Linked DNA regions of Mus musculus: region 1 is linked to region 2. Evidence: chromatin contacts called from public promoter capture Hi-C data. All regions are on one chromosome and are shown on one strand. Each heading gives the region's core, a stretch centred on a gene start, on an enhancer-like site or on the middle of the called end of the contact. The rest is flanking DNA. Distances are from core to core; before and after follow the strand shown.

Region 1 (5,274 bases), core at 592-3,091, 200 kb after region 2:
AAAGGTACATGCCCGGTGTGGTGGCTCATGCCTTTAATCCCAGCACTTGGGAGGCAGAGGCAGGCGGATTTCTGAGTTCGAGGCCAGCCTGGTCTACAGAGTGAGTTCCAGGACAGCCAGGGCTACACAGAGAAACCCTGTCTCGAAAAACCAAAAAATAAATAAATAAAAATAAATAAATAAAAAGGTCCATGGCAGACTGTAGCACGGTGATAAAGCACTTGCTTAACCTTGCCCATGCCCTGTGGTTCATCCCTAGCTCCACTGACTAATGGTATTGTCTTGCTTGTTTTGTTTTAATTGTTGCATCTGGAGAATTTTTAACATGCTATGGGTATGGTTTCTGTATCTGTTATAAAATTTGCCACTCTGGCTTGCCCTTTTTTTGGAGACAGGGTCTCTCTACGCAGTTCAGACCATTCTGGAACTCACTCTGTAGTCAAGGCTGACCTCCAACTCACAGAGATTCACCTGCCTCCACCTCCCAAGTGCTGTGATTAAAGGTGTGTGTCAACACTGCCCAGCTATAAAGGAATCTTAAACTGTTAAGAATTAACCAGATTTTCTCTTTTCATTCAAATGTGTTTAAAGGGTTAATTGTGATTCATTGTGCCAGGCTTTTTTCTCACTGTTGGGAAAGAATAGGTCCTAAGTTTATTAGTAAAGTACCAGTATAGGCCCAATAGTTATACAGCCTTTTCTTAGGCAACTTTTGACTTGCTCCCATACCTACCCCTGAGGAAAAAGCAGAGTGAGCTTACACCTGAAGACTGTCGACCTTACCCACCCTGCATTTGTATCGCTCACCTGGCTAGAATGATGTCAGATTTAAGATTGGGCCCAGAGGATGTGTTCATGGAAATAGAAATAGAATCACTAAGTTATTTCAAATCCTTAAAATGACTTTATAAATCCTGATTTTAGTAGCTGGCAATGAATGGGAAGGAAAATACAGGTGGACTAATAAGTTTTAACATGTGTCGCAGTGGGTCTGGAGTCCTTACCCCTGTCTGTGTCTGAGGAACGACAGCTTGCCATCCTGACAGAACTGCCTTTTGTGGTTCCATTTGAGGAGCGAGTGAAGGTATGCCATTCAGACCCTGTCATGCTAGCTTAACACAGTTAAAAAGTTAACACACCACTTTTTAAAATCTTGCATTTCATCCTTAAAATCCAGTCAGATACTTCTCTGTATTCATGCTTTCCCTTGTAGCTAAGCAGCCTGTTAGACTAGAGATTTCTAATAGTGGGACCTAATCAATGTTGTTTAAACTGTCAAAGTTTGCATTGTTACTAAAAATGCCAGTTTTTTTAAAGATTATTTTGTATACATTCATTAAAAAATTGGTATGACCATCACTGCTTTGAAAAATGAGTAGATATCTTAGTTCCTTGCCAGATGATCTTGAAAAAATGTTTAAAAGTTTGCATATATTTGTTTGCAGTTTAATTTGGACTATTCTGTTTATACTAGAAATTTTCTAGAAATTGCTAGGTTCTTCTCTTAGGTACTGACCAAAATATTTTTCAGACCTTCATTCTTTGTTCAGGGCAAACAAAACAAACAAACAAACCAAAAAATGGTCTGACTGACCTAGAGGCTCTAGGTCAGTGGTTCTCAACCTTCCTAATGCTGGGACCCTTTAATATAGTTCCTCATATTGTGGAGACACCCCCCCCCCAAAAAAAACAGTTATTTGTAATTTTGTTACTATGTTGTTGCTATTAAGAATTGTAATGTAAGTATTTTTGTAGAGGTTTGCCAAAGAGATCACCACCCACAGTTTGAGAACTGCTGTTCTAGATGTTCATAAAAATATCAACCCCCTGCAGGATGTGGTGACACATTGCCTTTATCTCCCACTTGGAGAGACAGAAGCAGGTGGAGTTCTGTGAGTTCAGAGGCTAGCCTAATGTTGGGAGCTGTTTGCCTGTTTCTAAAAGCAGAGTAAAAGTTTGCCTGCTTCTCTGAAGCAGAAAGAGAAAAAAAAAGTCTGCCTGCCAGGGCCTGTTGAAAAATGTGCTGGCCTGCTGAGGCATCAAGGCAAGGGGCTGAAGCTTCTGTTAACCTTGGTGGAAGGAACAGGGAGGTCTGTGGATGGGGACAGATGTCCTATGTATATTTCAGCAATTGTTTCTGTTAGCTTGTGGCTTTGCTTCCCATGGTACCGTGAAGTATACAAAGGCTAAGAAAAGTAAACTTGAGGCAGCTGGCTGCTGCTACTGTGGTATTGACCAGCAGTCCTCCCAAATCTAACTCCTGGCTTTACATCTTTTTCCTGCCTTTCTATGTTTTCCTATCTTTCCTATCTTTGTTCTCCCCCTCAGAGACTGTTCTACTAGTGCTGGCAGGCCCAGCACAGCCAGTGATGTTACACAGAGAAACTCTGTCTTGGAGTAAAAACAAACCAAATAAGCCAATGCCAAAACACCATAGTGCCCACCTCCTGAGCTCCATCTACTGGTATTTCAACATTATAGACATGTGAATTTTATTCTTGGAGGAAGCTTCACTTCCCTCCTAAATAGTATTTTGGGCAGTGTGTTTGTGTGTGTACATGAGTATTCTAGAGTTTGTGCAGAAGCCAGAGAACAACTTTGAGAAGTCCATTCTCTCCTCTCATGTAGGTCCCAGACTGAGCTCGGGCAGAAAGGGCCGTACATCTCAATAACCTCAACTTACCTAGGTTTTAAGAAATACTTAATAAATGAACACGTACTATGACATGGGTCTTTCAAAGCTTACTGTAAACAGGGGAAACAACTTTAGAAATACTTTTAAATACTCTTCTCTTGAAAAAGTTAATATCTGCTACCTTGTATATAAAAACTGACACCAGAATTTATAGAAATATAAAGTTAAAACGTATTTAGCAGTTTTGTTTAGATTGTTTATACTTAGACCAGAAAGTCTTTTTGTCTCTAATAACCTGACTGACTGACTTTCTTTCTTTCTTTCTTTCTTTCTTTCTTTCTTTCTTTCTTTCTCTCAGATCTTTCAAAGGTTGATTTATGCTGATAAGCAAGAAGTTCAAGGCGATGGTCCATTTCTGGATGGAATCAATGTTACTATAAGGAGAAATTATATTTATGAAGATGCTTATGACAAACTTTCTCCAGAAAATGGTAAATATTTTTTTTTCCTCTGTTGCCTGCATATGTTAGCAGGAACTTGAGAATTACTGTAGAAAAATAACAATTATTGCTGGCCATACTGGTGCACACCTTTAATCCCAGTACTCTCAAGGCAGAGGCAGGTGGATTTCTCTGACTTTGAGGTGCCCTTGTCTACATATCAAGTACCAGGTCAGCCAAGGGTATAAAAAAAGAAATTCCGTTGAGCTGCTACTGGGTGGGATGGTACATGCATGCCTTTAACCCTAGTAGTACCAGGAACCAGGGTGTGTGTGTGTGTGTGTGTGTGTGTGTGTGTGTGTGTGTAGATATAAAGTTGGTAGTGAAATGGTTGACTAGCAGACTGGCATGGTGAAGACCTAGTTTCACCGTGGAAGGAAATTTTTTTCCTGTTTATAATTTGTTCTTTTAAGACTTTAAATGGAAAAAGTTGATTTTAAAATCAGCCTGTCTGTCTACCTTTCCTCTTTTGTACTAAGGAGGGAACCCAGGTAAGTATTTTACCACTTAGCTGAACTCCCTGCCCTCTGTATGATTTTTTTTTTTAACCTAAATATAGCAGATAAAATTTAGTAAATGTGAACTATTAAGTGGTATTCCTAAAACTGGTAAGTATCACAACAAACATTTTAGATTACCAAATTTTTCTTTTAAATAAATGTAACCTTTACCTTCATTATAATATTATGTCTTCTTCATTTTGCTATCTATAATTCCAAAACTGCAGGTGGTACCTATTTCATTCTTGTGTTGGTAGTGTTCTTGAGACAGGGTCTCCCTATGTAGTCAGGCCTGTCTTGGGATTCATAATACTCCTGTTTCAGCTTCCTGAGTGCTGTGATAATGGCTTTGCATTCACTGTTTTTCATATACATGTATAATTGTTGATCACATTACATTAAAACGTGCTGTTGTAATATGTATTTTTTTAAAAATGCTCGGTAACAGTACTGTAAAAAAAAATTGGACTTCAATGATATGAAAGTCAGTGACGTGTTTTATCATCTTTTAATACTTGACACTCATAGTTAAATGCTGTAATAGTAACAGTTTAAATTCAAGTATATCATACCCATGTATATCCTACATATAACTAATGTTTGATCAGTACTCAGAATAAAAACTTTGTCACCTTATGTCCATGGTAAAGAATTAAATGGGAAATCATAGTTGCTTCTCTTTGAAGGGAGCCATTTAATTTTCTCTAATGAGAACTAAGCCTTCAGTTTGTAATAATTTTCACTACCCAGCTAAAGAGCAAATGATGTCAATTAGATGATAGTAGAAGAAACCTGGTGCCAGCGGCTCCCTACTGTCCTCGGCAGGTGTGGTTTTGCATAACTAGATTTGTCATTTGAGCAGTGCAGTGCTCTCTTAAACCCTGTGTGTTGAACTATTGTCAGTTCAGGTCTGAGACCAGGATTTGTTTCCATATATTATGAATCAGAGAGGTGAACATAGGTACCTGGGGAGTCTAGGGAAGCATTCTCTTCAAAATCTAAGCATCTCTTCTTTGGAATCTCATAGCCGCCCTCATTCTTACTTTATTATCTAACTCATGCGTATCTCTCCCATTTACTTTATTTAAATATACCCTTTGCTAAGCATGCTCAGCAGATGTTTTAGTTGTAGCTAAGCCCAGGGAAAAAGTATAGTTAGACAGGACAACATGAGATGTGTGAATGATTGTCATGGCAGGAAGGCTGGTGGACTCTCTGAAGAGATGAAACTGGAGCCAGAATGTTTGGGAAAGTTGATGAGTAGTGTCTTACTGCTGTGAACAGACACCATGACCAAGGCAAGTCTTATAAAAGATAAAATTTAATTAGGGCTGGCTTACAGGTTCATAGGTTCAGTCCAGTATCATCAAGGCAAGAACATGGAAGCATCCAGGCAGGCAGAATGCAGCGAGGAGCTGAGAGTTCTACATCTTCATCTGAAGGCTGGTAGTGGAAGACTGACTTCCATTCAGCCAGGACAACAGTATTACAGCCCACACTCACAAGGCCACACTTCCCAATAGTGCCACTCCCTGGGCCAAGCATATACAAACCATCACATTCTACTCCTTGGCTCCCATAGACTTGTTCAAACACATGAGTCTATGGGGACCATATCTAGCCATAGCATAATAAAAAG
Region 2 (5,340 bases), core at 1,713-4,212:
GCTCTGGCCCTGGCCTTGTGGTCCTCCTTCCCAGTGCCTGCCTCCCTCCATTCCAGCAAAGTGATCCTCACTCCTCCCTGATAAAAACCTAACCTACATCTGTACCAACACATTGTGTGTGAAAATCCTTTCAATCCCTTAGAGTGTCAGGAAAATCTCTCTGAAAACTGTCCTACATCTGGCTTTTTTCAGAAGAATGCTCTAGCCTCCTCCATTATAATCTATAACCTCTTCCACATTAACTTTCCTTCCTTTCATCCTCCTCCTCCTCCCCCCATCATCATCCTTCTCCAAGAAGCCAATGAGGCACTACGTAGCTAGCTTGATCACAAAAGGTAAGAACAATGTTTAAAGTGACACCTCATGATGTAAAAACAGTGACAAAATTCTAAGTCATACCACAGTGGGTGAACCAGAGCATCCATTATTTTGCTCCTGATCACAGAAAAGTCCTCCATCTAACTTTCCCAAACAGAGCCAGTATCCTCTTCCTCTGTGTGGAACTTATATCTAACTCTCCCTTTGGACAAGTCCTCCACATAATGTTCTGCAGACAGGGCCCGCATGCCTTTTGTGTTAGTTAGGGTTACTATTGCTATGATGAAATACCATGACCAAAAGCAAGTTGCGGTGGAAAGAGTTTTATTTGGTGTACACTTCCATATTGTCATAGTCAACTGAAGAAAGTCAGGACAGGAACTCAAGCAGAGCTTGAGGCAGAAACTGATGCAGAGGCCATTGAAGGGAGCTGCGTACTGGCTTGTTTGTCATGGCTTGCTTAGCCTACTTTCCTATAGAACCAGCCCAGAGATGATAGCACCCACAATAGACTGGACCCTCCCCCATCAAACACTAATAAAGAATATGCCCTACAGCTGGATCTTATTGGAGTCATTTTCTCAATTGAGGTTCCCTCCTTTCAATTGACTCTATCTTGTGTCAAGTTGACACAAAACTAGCCAGGACATCCCTTCTTCAGACAGACCCTCTATCTGTCTCTCAACAGGCTGTATTTTTATTCATTGCTTTTGTGTCTCTGTGGCAGAATGCCTGAGAGAAGCAAGTTATAGAAGAACACACTTGGTGCTGGAGAGATGGCTCAGAGGTTAAGAGCACTGACTGCTCTTCTGAAGGTCCTGAGTTCAAATCCCAGCAACCACATGGTGACTCACAACCATCTGTAATGGATCTGATGCCCTCTTCTGGTGTGTCTGAAGACAGCTACAGTGTACTCATGTACATTAAATAAATAAATAAAAAGATGAGAAGGGGGAAGAGGGAAAGGAGAAAAGGAAGAGTCATAAGAATAATAATGATGAAGATGACACTTATTTTTGGATCATTCAGATGGTCTCTGTCCATCATGAAAAGAAAGACCTGGAAGAGTGGTTCAGATGATGTCAACAGGAATATGTGTTATGGAATGTTCATGTGGCAACTGCAACTGCCCAGGCAGCAGAGACAAGGGCAATTCCAGTGCCCCCTGGCTTTCTCCTTTTCCCTTTCATTTCATCTGGACCCTGCCCATGAGATAATTAATGAAAGCACATCGGGGATGGGTATTTTTCTATCTGTTAACCAGCTAGATATGCCCCATGGACAAACTAAAAAGGAGCCTCGGTGTCTCAGGTTATTGTAAATCCAGTCAGACTGACAATGAAAGTAATCACAATAGCTTGCTTTCTGTGTTGTAACCCCCGAATTAGTGATACTAGAGAGATGTCAGTGTTGTGTACAGACAGTTTGCCTCTGCATTCCCTGCCCTCCCCCAGAAGCTCCCATCCTCCCTCTATCCTGGGGCAAGCACAATATGCAGACAACTGGTTTCTGTGCTGTGTCCTCCTGCAGCAGTCGGGGCTCCTTCCCCTTCCCCTGGCGTTAGAATGGTACTACCCATAAAACTCCCCTTAATGAAGACATTCTGAGGAGACATCCTCCTTTGTGTCTCCAAAAATCAACACTCCTGCTGATAAGCAGCAGAACTCCAGATGCCTGTCTTTGAGACCTTAGAGAAATAACAAGCTCAAGGGAGACCATGGAAAAAAGGTAAACAGAGGTCAGGTCACAGACAGTTACAACTGGCCATAAAATTAGTCCCTGAACAGACACCCATTAACACTCCCCCTTCCCGATACACTACCAATCCACCAAATGATTACAGCCCTCTAATCCCCTTTTCTGTAGGGATTCCTAAACTAAACTGTATATAAACCCAGTGTTTTCTGGACTCAGGGTCGTTTGCCAGCATTCACGTAGTGAGTGTGAGGCAGGAGAGCTGAGTTCAAACTTTAAACAATAAAAGACTCTTTCGAGTTGCAGTGGACTTTGCAATTCTTGAGCTCATCTGGATTTCCCGTGGACTCAGGGCACAACATTTGTAATTGTGATAAGCACTAAGGCCAAAAAGCAACTAAGGAAGAAAGGTTTATTTAGTTTAGACTTTCACATCAAGTCCACCTTTGAGGGAAATCAGGACAAGAACTCAAAGCAGGAACCTGGAGGTAAGAACTAAAGCAGAAAGTGGAGGAACAATGTTTGCTGAATCTCTCGGGCTCTGTTCAGCCACCATTTCTATGTGATGGCTAAAGAAACTCCATTTTTATGCCAGACATCCATCTTGGTACCCACTGTGAAACTATCTCAAAGGAAAAGGAAAAGGAAAAGGAAAAGGAAAAGGAAAAGGAAAAGAAAAAGAAAAAAAAAAAAAACCAAAAACACACAGAGAAACAGAATTGACTGCCTTCTCATGGGTACACACGCACGCAAGAAAATGCAAGGATGTGTGAAAATTTATGCTACAGCCATACCTAGGTTTTCTCAGTGCTTCCCAAAACAAAGTACAAGAGCTTCAGATTTTAAAGGACTCTACTAGTGTCTGTGACCTGGTACCCTCCTACCAGCAGAGGAAACCTCCCACCGTCCTTTTTAGTCCATTGAAGCGCGCTTCCGGAAGTCCCGCCCCTTCCGGAAGTGATGCCGCGGAACGTCCCGGAAGTTAACGGCGTCTATAGGCATGGGGCTTGTGAGTTGTGGTGTAGAGCAATGGCACATGCTCTCTTGAAACGTAGCGGCGTCCGCCGCGGTCTGGGCGGCAGGGAGGGTCCCCTGAAACGGCTGCGGCTGGCCGTGGAAGACTTCGTGCGGACTACCTCCGAGAGCGAAGCCTGCGAGAGCCGCAGCGCTGTGGCGCGCTCCCGGCCCGGCGGCCGAAAGAGCCGCAAGGAGCTTCGTAAGGAGAAGCGACACCTGAGGAAAGCGCGGCGCCTGCAGAGGACAGTAGGCTCCGGGTCAGGGGACCAAGGGGGGAATGTCGGCCTTAACGATGGCCCGGAGACTCGACGACCGCCCACTGAGGTGAGACCGACGCCCGCCAAGGCCACAGCAACCCCTGCCAAGGCCAGTGCCCCCTCCACTAACACCAAGGCCTCGGCGGCCCAGCCGAAGGCCAAGGCTAAAGGTGCTCCTGGAAAGCCTGGTCCCGCCACCGCCACCGCCCGGAAGCGGGCACTTCTAGCGGCCAACGAGGAGGAGGACCGAGAGATCCGAAAGCTGGAACGGTGCCTCGGCCTCCACAAGCGTAAGAAGAAGGGCGATGGTAGCTCGGTGCCGCTCAGCTTCGCGCGCGACGGTCTGGACTACATCCTGGGGGCCCTGGAATGTGGGAGCGGCGGCGGCCTGTACGAAAGCAGCGAGGAAGAGGAGGAAGAAAAGTTGGAGACTGGACAGACAGTCTTGGAGAGTGACCTAGAGAGCAATTCTAAAGAAAGTGAGGAGGACCCAGACTGGCAAGTGCTGCAGGAGGATCAGGAAGATGTAAACTCGAAAAGGAGAGGAGAAGCAGAAAGTGGGACTCGGGGAAATAAAGGGACTAAGAAAGTGCGTTTTGCAGAAGTTGTAGAAAAGAGCAGAAGCTCTTCGGAAGATGACATAGAACAGCAGGTATGTCACGAACAGCCTGTAGGCCCTCTGGGCTGTCATTCCAAACGGAGTGAGGGGCAGAGTACAGAACAGTATTTGCACTAACACAGTAGCAGCCACAGCCTGCTGAGGGACAGGCTGACCCAGGCCATTCTAGGCAATCATAGAGCTTCACTTCGTTAAATAGCAGTACCCTGCTCCAAGTTCTCATGGGGTTAGTGTTTGGAGTAAGTAACAACAACAACAACAAAAGATACCGGATTTTCCACTGTACATTTTTGTTTACAATTTTATTCCTGTTTTCAAGGAGAGTCACTCTGTTGAAAGTGGTGAAAAGTACATCCCTCCTCGGCTGAGGAACGAGGAGGTAATAGATGTCCACAAGAAAGAAGAGCTAGACAGGCTCAAGAAACATGTTAAAGGCCTAATTAACAGGTAACCTTACAGAAATATGACACACTATCACTTAGTTGTAGAAACTATCTGAAAAGCCAATGATGGAGGCTAGGACTATACAGTGTTTTGGATCCTTGTTCTTGGTTGACATAACGGGACTTAAATTTGAACAGGTAGGATGCTCAACTGTTTGATATTGCCCTTTCCGTGTTTGAAAACAACCCACAGGGTCATTCTGAGAAGCAGAAAGGAACAGGACATGACTCTGTCCTAGGAGCGGCCTGGCCGAAGTCTGCAGGTCTAGCCTGCAGAAGTGAACTCATCTAGTGGTAAGCAGGGTCTTCAGCCCTTGAGGCACCGTCTGTTTTTAATTGTCCATTTTAAGAATAAAGCATCAGAAGGTTCATTGGAAGCCACATGGGTGGGAATTTGTCACTTACCTTCCCTTGTTGGCTCTCTAATCTTAACAAATAAATTGGAATCACTTGTCTAAAACCTTCTCCACTTGTTTTGTGTCCCTCACTCAGCCTCATTCAGGGCCTCTTCCAAGCCCCAAAGATGACCACTGTCCTGGCCTCTAGCACCTAACCCAATTTTGTCACATTTCAACTATGTATTGTTCTTTTGTGGCTTAACTTGTTATTGTAGATCACTGGGAATTACAAAGACAGAGTAGGGAGGTCCTTAGAGGGATCACTTCCAGGCTAGATTACAGTTAAAAACAGAGACAGCTAGTGGTGTGGCTAAGTTGGTAGAGTATTCATCTAACATGAACAAAGCCTGAAGCCCTCCCTTGCTTGCCAGACCACATAAACTAGAGGTGGTGGTACGTGCCTGTAATCCCAGGACTCAGAAGGAAGAGAGAGACTGAGACCGATTCTGTGCAGTTTTGTTGTTTGAAGATTTAGGTGACTGCTACTGATATCAAGATGCATGAGCTGGGCGTGGTGGCGCACACCTTTAATCCCAGCACTTGGGAGGCGGAGGCAGACGGATTTCTGAGTTCAAGGCCAGCCTGGTCTACAG

The links. Promoter capture Hi-C pulls out the DNA fragments that hold promoters and counts their contacts.
Region 1: a promoter capture Hi-C map of the HPC-7 cell line shows a contact between it and region 2, with 3 times the contacts expected there. The contact joins the enhancer-like site here to the promoter of Nom1 in region 2. A contact is called at or near these places in 10 of 39 promoter capture datasets (the 3T3-L1 cell line, 3T3-L1-derived adipocytes, the C10 cell line and 7 more), 3 of 484 Hi-C or Micro-C datasets (bone marrow-derived macrophages, cerebellum and erythroid progenitors), 6 of 115 datasets of contacts at active chromatin or transcription factors (the 230-238 cell line, bone marrow-derived macrophages, cardiomyocytes and 3 more) and 3 of 9 other capture datasets (adipose tissue, liver and pancreatic islet).

The regions. Positions count from the first base shown.
Region 1 is chr5:29,634,645-29,639,918 of GRCm38.p6, forward strand. It overlaps Ube3c (ubiquitin protein ligase E3C), which reads left to right. Exons shown (of 23, transcript NM_133907.3): 16 at 987-1,084; 17 at 2,994-3,126. Among named protein-coding and RNA genes, the nearest start is that of Gm42245, 63 kb to the right of the region's middle. Within about 2 kb of position 1,842, at least 14 of the 459 cell types and tissues checked have an H3K27ac peak or open chromatin away from gene starts, as enhancers often do. A contact at or near this core is called in erythroid progenitors, where this site is marked.
Region 2 is chr5:29,431,705-29,437,044 of GRCm38.p6, forward strand. It overlaps Nom1 (nucleolar protein with MIF4G domain 1), which reads left to right and starts at 2,963. Exons shown (of 11, transcript NM_001033457.2): 1 at 2,963-3,939; 2 at 4,226-4,353. The coding sequence starts at 2,974.